2 separate regions of the Oryctolagus cuniculus genome follow, and region 2 is linked to region 1. Evidence: chromatin contacts called from public Micro-C data. All regions are on one chromosome and are shown on one strand. Each heading gives the region's core, a stretch centred on a gene start, on an enhancer-like site or on the middle of the called end of the contact. The rest is flanking DNA. Distances are from core to core; before and after follow the strand shown.

Evidence for each region. Hi-C and Micro-C count contacts between places; a contact is called where the count stands out from the background.
Region 2: a Micro-C map of ear pinna shows a contact between it and region 1, with 9 times the contacts expected there. The contact joins the promoter of RGS4 here to the promoter of NUF2 in region 1. A contact is called at or near these places in 5 of 6 Hi-C or Micro-C datasets (ear pinna, embryonic fibroblasts, psoas muscle and 2 more).

What each region holds. Positions count from the first base shown.
Region 1 is chr7:35,338,352-35,345,080 of mOryCun1.1, forward strand. It overlaps NUF2 (NUF2 component of NDC80 kinetochore complex), which reads right to left and starts at 4,401. Exons shown (of 14, transcript XM_008264151.4): 1 at 4,264-4,401; 2 at 411-553. The coding sequence starts at 533.
Region 2 is chr7:35,610,889-35,617,952 of mOryCun1.1, forward strand. RGS4 (regulator of G protein signaling 4) reads right to left here and starts at 3,492. Exons shown (of 5, transcript NM_001082214.1): 1 at 3,329-3,492; 2 at 488-592; 3 at 106-167. The coding sequence starts at 3,372.

The sequences.
Region 1 (6,729 bases), core at 3,151-5,650:
TAATGCACAAAAATTAATCTATAAACTTCCAAAGAGGATTGTTTCTAGGCATTTTTTTGTGGTTGGAAACCACTCGGAAAAAGTTACATCAAGCCTACCAATAAATGAGATCCTTAGACCAACACTCCAATAATATAGAAATTTAATATACTTTAATATCTATGGTTGAGAATTTTTTTTTAAAGAAAACAAGCATATTAAAGAATGGAATTCCTAACGGGAATGTAGAAGTTGCACCACATAACAAAATCAATGTTAGTTTAAAATTCCACCAGGTGTGAGATTTTCTCTAGATTAAAATGATTGGCCTACATCAAATAGGAGAGTATATGCCTTTCTTGCTACTTTATAAACCCAGAAGCTTTGTTTTCAAATGTCACTATCCACATTCCAATACAACCATATTTTACCTTTGGATTTGGATAAAGATCATTCTTGGAGAGGTTTTTACCATCAGCTCCTGTTAAGAACTTGTTGCGAATATGAATCACAATCTCAGCTACATTATATCTGGGGAAAGACAAAGTTTCCATCTTGGGAGACTCCTCTTAGTCTAAAGGAAGAAAAAACAAAGATCAGAATTACTACATAGTCATTCTCACTAACTAGAAACTGATAAAGACAAAATTAACAAAGCAAGGTTGCACTACTTACAGTAGTAATAATAATCAACAAATACACTTATAAGATAAAAACAAAAGATATATAGATAGATGGACATACTCCTTTCTAAAGTACAGCCATTTTCTCCTAACTTTCCTAATGATATTCACTTCTGCATGGAAGGGAGGACTTTGGCTGAATAGACAGATGAGAAACCATGTATTTCTTTTTTATATTTGGGGCCAAGGGGTCCTGCAATCAATATTGAGAAATAATCCTCAAAGTAAGGCACAGAAGCCGCACCATCAGCACATATATATACATATATATGCTATATATAAGCAATATATATAATATATATATGCTATATATAAGCAATACCAACACAGGGTAAGTAAATACTTTCTGATTTACATCCTATTCAACATACATAATGTGGTGGCTAATAAGGCTTGATATGGAAGTTGGAGAGACAAAAGACAGAATAAATTAAATGATGTAATTGACAGGAATTCCTATCATCAGAGTGTGAATTTAAAGAAAAATAAAAGCACCAAAACTTATTTTCCCTACTGTATTCAGACAAAGAATTATTGGTACCCATGTCTCTAGAAGAGTAGTTCTCACAATCCTTCCCCCCTCATCCTTTCTGGGACCACATTTGACAATATTTGGTGGCATTTTTAGTTGTTAGGACAGGAGTGGCTATTGCTATTGGAAACTAGAGAGTAGAGGTCAGGGATAAAAACAACCTACAATGCCTAGGGTGAACTTACCCTTTCCCCCAGCAAACAATTATTCAGTCCAAAATGGCAATAAATTTAACAGTTACAGGATTTGTTTCTAGAACTCTAACACTACAGAGCTTTACCTGAGCCTGATAGAGTACAATAGGAGCGTTAACAGCAGCAATAGGATGCTAACAGCATTAGCAGCCAGGATCCTAGCCACTCAAACACCTGTTTAATTACCTACAGATTCCTCCCCTCCAGGGAAACAGGGAGGCCCAAGACCCCGCGTGATTATGCTCAACTCTGCGAAGAACCTGAAATGGCCCATACCCTGGAAACCCATTTCTTTGGCTTCTAATGTTTCTTAAAATATCAGGATTAAAGAGAAGCTCTGACAACTTTCCTAACCTCAAATCAATGTAGGAAGCCATTCTAAAAGGTGACCACCATTCTGCGGGAACACAAAAACATCTAAGAGTCCACTAGTTCTGAAAAAATTTGTTTCCACTTAGATAACTCTTCCTCATGCTTCATAGAAACGTTTGTTGTAACTTCCACTTGCTGGTCTTATTTCTAGTGACTACCACTACATAGACGGTATTAATCCCTGTCTGTAGACACTGCTTTCAAAAACGTGAAGAAAGCTATCAACCTCTGCGAAGTTCTCTTTAGAGTATACACAGCTTCTTTACCTAAAGCCACTCCATATATGATATTGTTTTATAAACATGGTTCTCTCTACGCTGCTCTAGCTCAAGAGCAATCAACATGGAAGATTTCTGTGAACAATCCTGTGTGGGTTTTTCCCTACACACCTGGCAATCAGTCCTCTGCAGTCACCAGCTGGTGGTCCTCTAATGCAGTTCACTTCTAACACTCACCTGCAGTCAAATTCCACAGGTGGAGGGAGGGCTCAGTTTCCAAGGCTGCAGCACCCCTCACCCACTTCAGACACCCAGTGAAAGCCCCAGGTTGTTTTACCTGTGCTGTGGCCCACCAGCTACAAATCGGGATCCCCACGACCCTCTCCTTGGGTTTCATTAATTTACTAGAGTGATTCACAGAACTCGGGGAAATGCTTATTTTACTGGTTTTTTACAAAGGATACTGCTACCAGCCATCATTAGCACACAAAAACACAACAAGCAGCAAAGAGTCCAAGCACTTTATAAGCTATATATCAGGAAACAGGGATAAAGACTAAATATAAATTTCAAGATATCACACCATCCTACTTACCTTCCTCTCAAACACACTGTTTTATGTGTTGACCAAACTGAACACAACACTCCAGATTTAGTCTGCCTAGGGGAGAGTACTCCTACCGTAGGCAATGGCCTCTGGTGATCTAGTCTACAGCCATCCTCACTACTTCCGGCAAACACATGCTTATGATCAACTCAAACTTAAGAACCTCTTCAACATGACCCACTTAGATGAAGCCTGCACTTCTCCATGTTATTCTTAGGTAACTCATTATTTTAACCTTAGGCAAGGGCTTGTATTTCTACTAATAAACCACATAATCGTAAGCTTTCATTCTAGAGCTTGTTATCTTTTTAAATCTAGACTCTGGCACCTCCCATAGTAGGTGTCCCTTTCAGCATTAATATATACATATATATATATATAAATATGCATCCTATATTTTTAAAGTCATACTTTAAAAACTGTTGATGAAAGAACTGGGCCAAAGACTACCAAAAAAAATCATTTTCCAAAACAAGCCACATCTGGATTAGAGATTGCCACAACAGGAAGAGCAGGTGTGAAATACCTCGTAATTCCTATCACACATCCCTTTCCTCTCACATGCTTTGTACACTCTGCTTTTAGATTAATCCTAATACAACATAAAAGGCATCATGTAACATCTACACAAAAATACATCAATTACTTTACCCACTAAAGCAAATTCCGACTTTTCTGCTTGGTTTCTAAAACTTTCACCAATCGAATGAACTTCTGGCTACAAGTTAGTCTCCTCCAAGCTTGATTCCCAAAGGGCCTCCTGCCACATCCAAACCCTATCCTTCCTCCCTAGAACAATCTCAGGTCCAGTTCACTCATCGATACGTGAGTGCGGGGGAACTGAGGAAGACGGCCCTTCCAAGCACACAGTCTGAGTGCATGGGCAGGACAGTACATGAAAAATGACCCTTCGACGGCTGAGCAAGCAGCCGAAATTAACTGCTACTTGCTCCTCGGGTTTCTTCTTTCTTTGCAACACCAAGGTGCTGAGCACAGGTGTTGGAAGAATGTCCATTACGTTTCACACACTGCGTTTTGCCAAAACTGGCTTGCGGAGATCACAATTCAACACAAACAGAAAGGACTCCCAATCCCAATGAATTAAACACAAAAGTTCTTCTGAACGCATACGAGGGTACCCAAACAGTTCGTGGAGAACGGAATTAAAAAGTGTGTTTTGCTGCAAACATTTTTTGAGAACCATGCATAGGAGCGAGGAAAATGATCCCAGTGCCACTCACACGCTGCCCTCTGACTTGGATGAGGTATGATAGCTTTTCCTTTTGCTTCATGGTTTTGGGATTGGGTTTTGATTAAGACATACTGAAACAACCAAGATCTGGCCTCTGCACCCGAACAAGCCTCGCTGTCAACCCCCTTCCTGATACACGGATTTTTAAATACACAGAAACACAAGCTTAGCCTGACCAGCTCCAGGTCAACTCGCCCCACAGTCTATGCCACACCCGATAACAGCCTTAGCTTCACTGGCACTGAGCTCGGTCTGTTCCTGGACTCAAAGAAAAAGGAGCCGCAGGCAAGCCCCACCCTCCAGGAGCGCGCTCCTCCGACCCGGCGCCCCGCACCACGAAAACAGCCAGGCCGCGGTCCCGACGCCAGAGGCGGCCCGGGACGCCCTCGGCCTCCCTTCCTCCCGCGTCCGCTCGCGCTCACCTACCGCCGCAGCCGCCCGCAGGAGGGCGGAAAATCCCGGTAGCAGTCACGGCCAAGTCAAAACTCAGCAAACACCAACCGTTGTCACTTTTCAAAACTGCCGCCTCCTCCTGGAAGTCCCGCCCCGTCCCGCCGAGCGCACTTCCGGCCGCGCCGGGTGCCGGGTGGGCTCAAAAAGCCCTAAGTGGGCGGCGCTTGCAGGCGCGTGCCGGGCTGCGCGCGGAACTAGTTTTCGCGGACTTGGCGTCTAGTCGGACCCTGGCCTCGGCAGGAAGCGTGGGGGCTGCGGCTTGGGGGCGGGTCCGGGGTTGGGCATTCGGCGGGGACCTGGGACTTTACCGAGAGGGTGCCCAATTGCAGGGCAAAAGTTAATGGAGGGATTAAGGGCGCTATGGCTGAGCTCAGGGTGACAAGGGAGAAAGAACCCGGGGCTTGCAGTGAACCGGGGGTAAGTCAAGAGTCCCAGAGTTAACAGTACCGACGTTGCTTGAGCGTTGCCGAGCCGGGTGCTGTGGCAGAACTTTAGGCATCACCCCCTGGAAGCTCCAGTCAAGTGCTGGTGCGAGTGGGGGAAGGCAGTTAGACACCGTCAGCATCGCCTCGTAAGAGGGCGCTCATAAACTGAGCGGATTACGTATGGCCCTCAGCCGGGCACAAGAATTTACGGGCAGCCTAGCCCGGTTATGGACGCACAGCCTCCAAATCTTATTTCCTAAGCGCGACTTGGAGGGGCAGAAGGAACCCAGCCTTGCATCTGCTCAAATCTTCTGTTACAGCCACGATAACTGGGCTGAGAGACAAATGGGTTGTCCCTCGTTACAAAGAAAGTGACACTACCTGGAGTAGATCCAGGTCTCGCAACCTTAGCTTCTCTCTCTCCCTCCCTCCCTCCCTTCCTCTCTCTCTCTATCTCTCTCTCTCTCTCTCCCCCTCCACTCCCTCTCTCCCCCTCCCTCCCTCCACTTGGAGCCAGGCACTCGGGGGCTTCCCACCGCTGACTGCTCCCCCAACGTGCCCTTCCCGAGTGTGTTGGATTCTACCAAGGAGGAGCTGCACCTCTTGCAAATCAGGATCTTGCTCCAGAGGATGTGCCAGGCCTAACTGCGGGGGAAACTGGGGGTGGGAATTATGTGTAATTGAGGTTTGGGGCAGCCGAGAGCTTGCATCTGGCTGCAGGGTAGAGCATTTTCCCGTGAGAGGTCTGTTTAATGGGGAGTCTGGGACTCCCCTCCCATACAACAGTTTAATTCGATGTAATTGGTTCCTAAAGGTCCCACCTCTAAATCTGTAATAGATTAGTTTCCACCTTCTTAATACCATTAACATAAGACTTTGGATGGGAAGCCCATAATACATGGGCTCTATGACTTGCCCCTGGTTCTTTCTCCCTTGTCACCCTGAGCTTAGCCATAGTGCCCTTAATCCCTCCATCCAAACTAATATACAAGCCATAGCAAAAGCCAACTTCAGAATGCGCCATAGGGAAAGAGGAAAATGAGATGAAAAAAGAAGAAAAACAAGACAACCATTTTATTGTATCTATAGTAAATAAATGTGAAATGAATGTGCCTTTTAAAATTTGGTTGCCTGATACCAAATTGTCAGTGGATTGGTGTGAGGTGGAGGATGGAAGGAAAGATTTCTCACCCTACATTTTCTAGAGTTTTGTCATTGTCCATAAAGACACTGCTGAGGAAAATTAAACTACAGTACAAAGATGCTCCTTGACCTGTGATGAGGTTATAGACTGATAAACCCACTTTAAGTCAAAAATATAAGAGTTGAAAATATGTTTTTTATATAACCAACTTACTAAACATCATAGCAACATATATGCCTAAGTCGGGTTGTTTAGGTTTTCCCCCTGCTAGTGATTGCATACCTGACTGGGAGCTGCAGCTTCTTGGTTCATAGCTACCGGCTGGCATCGCAAGAGAGAATCATACCGCATAATCACCAGCCAAGGAGAACTTCAGAATTCAAAGTATGATTTCTCTTGAGGGCATGTCGCTTCTATACCATCGTAAAGTCAAAAAATCCTAAGTGGAACCTTGCATCAGGGACCAGTCTAGATTCTTCCTGTAAGCATCGTCTTTATCCTCTCCTGTATTTCCTCTAACCCTGTATCTGCTCCTCTATTTCATTTTCTCTGTCAGTTCTCTTGCTATTACCTCCTTTCTCAACCTACGTTGCTGCTTTATCTGTATCCAGATTCCCTGTGTCCAGTGATCTGACCCAGGTGCCTGTCAAACCATAACCCTGAAGCTAGCCTGAAAATCCCCAGGTTGAGCACCCTGGAGAAAGTAATGCAAAGTGATGTTTGTCAGATTCTTAGTCCCTAACTTCAGCTTTTCTGTGATTCATGGCAGTCTTAATTTACCATTAGTCAGCTTCCTGTCCTGTAAATTTCAGCAATTTCTCACAAGTCTTACCACTTTTCTCAATCCCCTTCCCAGACTGTTAGAAAGTG
Region 2 (7,064 bases), core at 2,242-4,741, 270 kb after region 1:
TCTTTCTGCAGTTCCTATGAGGCCAGCATAATATGAGATAACCTGCCTCCTCCACAGTGCCTTTAACCTCATCCCATGAGCGGGATAAAAAACCGTCAGACTTACATTCATGGTTAATCAGGTTTTCCAGTGATTCGGCCCATTTCTTGACTTCCTCTTGACTCACCCTAGAGACATTACAGAGAAAAAAAATAGTTTGAATTTATGATACAAAAAACTGGGGCAAGCAATCTAAGACTTAATAAAATGTAGAGATTTTATTTTTTATCATCATGAACAGCTCTATTATTGATTAGATCATGTTTTTTTTTTTTCAGTAAATATGTGGGAAAAAATCTCCAATGTAGTTATGATTTCCATGAACATGGGGGCCATCTTGATCCAAATCTGGCTTAACTAGGGGCATACTTTCCTTCTTTTCTTATACAACTCTCTAAACTCAGATAGTTAAAACTCAATGGGCTTTCATCCAGGCCATTTCTCTTACCTCTGGCAAACAACCACTTTGTCCTTCTTGCTGTGGGAGGAATTATGTTCACAGGAATCTGACTTCTGCAGCAGGAAACCCAACCGATGCTTCATATCTTTTGCACTGCACAGAAGAGGAAAGCAAGGGAATTAACGATGGTAACCACCTGTCTTAAGACACCTAGTGGTAGGCTTGAAGAATTCATTAGTAGCATATAGTGCAGAGACAGTTAATTTAGGGAATAGGAGATGAAGTTGGCATTAATTCTCAGGAAAGCAACACTTGTTTCTGCCAATGAGTTAATGCACAACCTTGAGATGAGAGTCATAACACTGGTTTACTTATCTATAATTGGAATTCTGACCCTTCAATCTGTCTTAGAAGCCCGTTCTGTACACATGCCATTTTGGTGCAACAATGAAACACTTGGTATCATCAATATAACCACACAAGAAGACATGACTGTTCTTTGAGTAATTTTTAGGAGTTAGAAAGCAGCAGTAACTGCAAAATTCGACACCTTTTTGCTGCACGCCCCCTTCTGGTGGTTGGTTGCTATTGTCATCTGTCTCCTTGCAGGCAGAGTAAGAAGCTCCTTTGGAAATTAAGGGTCTCTTTCTTTCCATCCAAATATGTGATGGAACAAGAAATATGTGTTATGGGGTAAATATGGAGTACATACTGAGGTGTGTAGCTTCAGAAATGGAGTGGTTAACGCAAATGCTCAGGGTGAAACCCACGTTCCTTTAGATTAGTTCTTCCAGACAATATAGTGCTGCTATTGCCTTCTTTTTTAATATTTATACACTGAAGAAGCCATCTAGAATCACTCCTGAAACTAGTGATTGCGATTGCGGGCAGAGTTTCTGGTGTATTGCCATTTCATAGGTGACCAGGCTATGTCAGTACTCCTCAGTAGCTCAAAAAGGAGGCCCAGAGATAAGCTTTTACCTCTTCTCTTACACTACCATGTTTTTGCTTGTATCTCTTACTATAAAAGCTACAAAATAGTTAAAAAGAGAAATGATTTTAAAAAGAAATGGATAGCTAAGTGTTCCTACTTGTAGGGGGGAAATAAAGGGTAAAAAGAAATTTTAGAATGGTTATTGATATACTAAAGGTTTATCTATGTCGGCTTCCCAAGAAAGTTTGAATTCCATTAGGTCCTTGGACTGCCCCCTAAATGGTATTTTCTCTTCTTCACATGACTATTTGCCTTTCTCTGCTTTCTCAACTGGTGACTGCACAGGGATTGGGAAATTCTCCTTAATGATAGCAAGATATATTCCTGAAGCCTAGAGTGGTTCTAAGGTGATGGCATGAGTGTATTGTGAGTCAATGTAAATAGAAATTATTCCGTACTACCATGTGCCTCCTCTGTTTGAGATCCCATGGCTATTGACTGCCCAGTGTAGGGTCATTTCCTAATGAGTTGAGAGTATGCACAGAAAGTATCCTTTTAACGTAATAAAACAGTACAAATAAAAACGAAAATCACTTCAGAAGTCACTGGAATGAGGAACTGGATGTGATCTTCACTCACACACCCCGGGCAGTGGGAAGTCCCTCCGGAAGCTCGGGCACTGCTGGAGAAAGTGCTGGACTAGATGATTGACGTTTCCCCTGTGAGGAGGGGAAGAACAGCTACCTACTGACTGTGAGCTTAACCTTCTCAATCAGTTGCTCAGTGCCTCAAGGGCAGACCTCTAGCACAATCTCCCATCTATGAATCACTAAATATTTACTGGAGCATAACTTTTCCCTGACACTTCTGCATTTTGCATGATTAATTTTATATGTGATTTAACTGAAGCGTGGATGGTCTTGCTCTATCCAGTTAGGAAATTAATGGTGAAGGTGAGAGGTATTTATCCCATCAGTACTCTCTACCAGAACCTCCTGCTTCATTACGGAGAATATATCAATACTGTCCTGCTTCTGAATGAAAGGCAAATGGCTTCAAAACACACAAAAGATTATGCTTCTTGGAATTAACTCCAAATTGAAATGTAAGGTGATTGTTCTTTGCAGGGAGACAAGAAAAGAGGTAGTACACTTGCAGATTGACTTTTTACCTTTAGCTGCAAGATTAAGTGATGTAATACGCTCTCATTTTGTATTTTACTTTCAACTGATGAATATCTAGCATTTTCTGAAATCATCTACTTACGCCTATTTAAAAAGACAGAAGAGTAGCTATATATTTTTAAGTCTTTGTTTTTATATTGACAAAACAATCTCTTTAGGATGAGCTCTTCTACAGAACCCTCAGATGACTTGTTATAATCAATACTCCTTAACTACCACTCACATAAGACACTTTAAGAATGAGAGATAAGAACAGAGAAAAAAAGAGACATGTAGCATAGAAACTATTTCATTGTGACATTTGTTTATGAGAATATAGAACGATACTGTAGCCCCAACAGAAAGCATTGTGGCTTTCTGATGATGTAGCACAAGTTCATTCCGAGGTGTCCTCCCCTAAATGAATTTCAGAGAGTCACAGTGCTTGCAATTATCCAGGTATGCTCACATAATGGAGGTGATCACAGATACAGCAAGTAGAGTCAACACCTCATATGATTCTTAATCAGCACTAGCTTAGTTAGAGGACTTGGCTAAAAGATCACAACAGTTTTCAAAACTGAGGTCACATGAAACAACACACTAATATCAGAATTTGGGAAGCACAGTTCTTAAGTCACAAATCAAGTTATTCTTGGAGAAAATCCAGGGAAATATTCTCCCCTGATCAGACTGCTACTCCAAAGAACCAGGTTAGTAAACACAACTAGCAAGTAACTGAGAAAGTCTGTCCAAAAGTTGAACGTAGTTAGTAGCTGAAAACAATCTTACCTCCTCAAGCAGGAAGCCGGCAGACCTGCAAGCCCTTTGCACATCTTGTCTAACAGCGTGGGATTCGCCGAGGAGGAAAGAAACGCAGCAGGAGGAGCTGTGGCCTCTGTTTTGCTCAAGCTTCGGTTTCACTCCTGCAAAGATGCTGCCAGAATCCTGAGCTTCTCCTTTCCAGGCCTGTAGGGGTCTCTTTTATAGCCCGGCCACGAGCGACGAGCCAATCAGATAACAGCTCTGCGGTACCAGCGCCTGTCTCCTCTGCCTCTCCAGCCCCTGGAAGGCAGGAGGAAGAAAGGACTTACGCATCAGCCATGCAAAATGGACAAGCTGGGAAAATCCTCTTCCAAAATAGACATACATGAAAAAAGTGACTCAATATCTCTACAAATGTCTGTGATTTTTAACTTCTAGAGACGGGAAAAATAAAAGTCTACAGTGTTGGAAAATATGGGAGTTTATTCTTTTGTCTGTAAAAACAGTATCAGGGACAACATTGCCTCCGGAACGGAAAGGTGCCAGTAGGAATTCTAAGGCACACTTTGGGGGTTGAATCTCAACACACTTTCTCTTTTGGATGAGAAACATCACATTGTATGTGACCCAATATTTGACCTGCTCGATTTCCAAAAGGCAGGTGGGAGGATCATCGTCTCCGAGAGATGATTTCTCCATTGCAAGACACACGGAGGTGTGGGGAGAAATAGCTAAATGGCAGACAGGAATATGCCTGGCAGCATAGAAAAGCTGGCCCAGGAGAAATAGATTTGCTGCATCTGTCATCAAACTGACTGTAGAATACTTTGCTCCAATTCTTATTAAGAACAGAATTCAGCCCAGCACTGACAATTTCTCCTGTACATGCTTGCCTCCTGCAAAAAGCCTCAAATAGCAGCCTGAGGTCCAGGGCAGCAAGGAGATGAATAAATATAGATACTGATTCTTGTTAGCAACTGTGTTCATGTCTTATGTAATTCTAAGCTTCTAAATTGGTATTTCAAGAGGAAGAAAGGGAGGGAGAGAAGGAAAGACAGAGAAAGAGAAATGCTCCAGAGAGCAGGCAGGCAGAAAAATATGGTTTGCTTTGCCTATTACCTGGCTTCAGGGTTAGCATAAGAATATTCTGCCCTGCAGGTACTTCTGAACACCGAGACTATTAGTATCTTTTGCATGTAATATCATAGACTGAATATTTTAAAGAATCATGCAGGTGTTTCGTATCTTACAATCATAGCTCATGTACACTAGAACTGCAGAGAGTGCTTCTTTGTATCTGAAAGCTGTGAGTACAAGGGGGAAATTAAATACCAAGTCTGACCCAGACAGCTCTCATTTTGAAAGCAGGTAGATTTCTGACCGCAAGCTACAGGGAGCTGTGCTTTACTTAGAAGAAACAGAGATATCAAGTAGTTCAGGTGGGAAAGATGAAAAATAGATGGGAGCCAGTAGAATGCAAAGAGAGTGCGAAGACAGAATGCAAAATGGAAAAGAGCTGTACCTGTATGTCCCCCTTCCCCCATTCATGCCCTTGAAAATCTCAAGCTGCCTCCACTCCCCCTCCCCAGCTAGCAAAGAGATGGTAAACAAACATAAAAAGGCTAAGGACTATAATCTTCAGAGGATGCATTTAGATGGTAGGAAAAAGCTTTGGCCTTCATGCAGGAAGACAAGAGAACATTTATTAGATTAGCTACTGGACAACTTTTCCTTGAGTTATAACACAAAACAAATGAAAGTTGGCAGCCATTCGTGGTGATAATGTGGAAAAAACTGCAGTGTCACATGAATTAAGAGAGCTCGTAAGACCTAGAAAGATGGACCCAGGGATATGAGTCAGGCAAAATTAGCATCAGACAGGAGAGACTAATTAAAAGGGAGAAACGGTTACTCAAAGATGGATCAGGGCTTCTCTGCTTACCTGGGTGCCCAGATGATTTGATTTTCGGACAATGAGTGAGGATCCGAAACAATTTACTGATGTCTGAGAATTCACAGTAAGAATCTTGTGTCTTGTTCCTAGTACAAGAGAAGCTCATTTGTCACAAGTTAAATATAAATTGTTGCAATAGATGAGCTGAATAGGATTTTTAAAGCAATCAGATCTAACCCCTCCATTTTACCAAGGAGAAAATAGAGAAGCAGAGGGGAAATGATTTGCCACAGCTCCTTACTAAGAGAGACAGGTCCAGACTGGCTTCCTGGTCCCAGGTCATGTGGATTTTCTACAGGACTCTCCTATCACTCAACAGTCTTGTCAAACGAGATACACTGTGTAAACAGAGATATTTCTAAATTGCAGAGTGCTAAGCAAATCATTTTTTATTATTAGATTATGCACAGGAGGTAACAGAGCCCCCAGTGTTAACTTCATATATTTCACACAAAGAGGCCCCGATTTTCCCCTCCCTCATGGAAGCAGCAGCTGCTACAGCCCTCATTACATTAACCATTACTTTATTCTAGCATTTCTTATTCATTTATTCCTTTGACTATGACTTCTCATGTTCTCAGGAGTTCTAATACTTTTAAAGAGTGTTCAAAAGCATCTCATAAATTAATATTTTTTTTTTCACGATGGGCCTTGCTGATTGTGTTTGAGGAGGCGGGGACTGGTACATCGTATTACCTTGACAACATTCCCCCTCCTTTCTCTGATATGCACAAAACATTTAATTCTATTATTCTATGATTTGTCATCCTGGATGATTCTTACAGTATGGGGGAACACAGCTCTCAAAAATCTCTTTTGTATTTATTGATTCGTTTGAGACATATCTTTTAGGTAGCTACTCTACACCAGGAACTCTTTGGGAAACTGTATACATGGTAAACAAGCAGGCAAGTCTCCACTTAGTGGAGTTTTTATCCCAGTGGAAGGAGTCAGAAAATAAACAAGTGAGATAATTGTAGATTTTGATCTATCCCATGAAGAAAATAGGCAGGTGATATGAAAAGAATAACCGGATGAGGAAGGACTTATCTTGCCAAGATGGTCAGCAAAGAGCTCTATGAAGAGGTGGTATCCAAAATGAAATCTGATGGGTGAGAAAAAAACCTAGAAAATTGTCTTCCAGATGGAATTAAGAGCATGTGAAAATGTTTCTTTATCTAAATTGGGCAAGAACAAAAGACAAATCAGCATAGCTAGAGAATTGAGAACAAGGAGAGAGTAGCATGAAATTGAAGTGCCCAGGTAGAAGCTACACTCTGCTAGAGGACTGGTGAAGAGATTGGGCCTTATCAGAACACAATGCAAACCCCCTAAAGGGACAGAGCTGCTAGTTCTGACTATTGTGGAAATAGGCATTTAGCCACATGAGCAGAAGCATGGAAGCAGGGAAACCAGTTAGCAGAGTTAGCAGTCTGAATCCTGGCTCATCAGTTTCTACCTGGCAAAGTGGAGAATTGCTTCCCAAATTTTTATGACATTATAGAGCAGACATTCTGTTGGACTTGGGTGAACTAAATGGAAATTACAAGTGGTTTGTGCTTTTCAGGAACCCATACTCTGATGGAGAAAATTCTTCAATAAGCAGAAAACAGTAGAATGAGTGTCATCCTTATGAACTTGTATATATAAAATTCCAGAAAAGCACAGAGAATGGAGAGTAAGCAATAGCTTTGGAGTGGAGAGTGGTTTTCATAAAGGAGATCTTAAAGAATTAATAGAGACTGGAGATGTAGGTGTTGTACACAGAAGAGAAACATTACAAGAGAGAACATAATAATAATTGCTAAT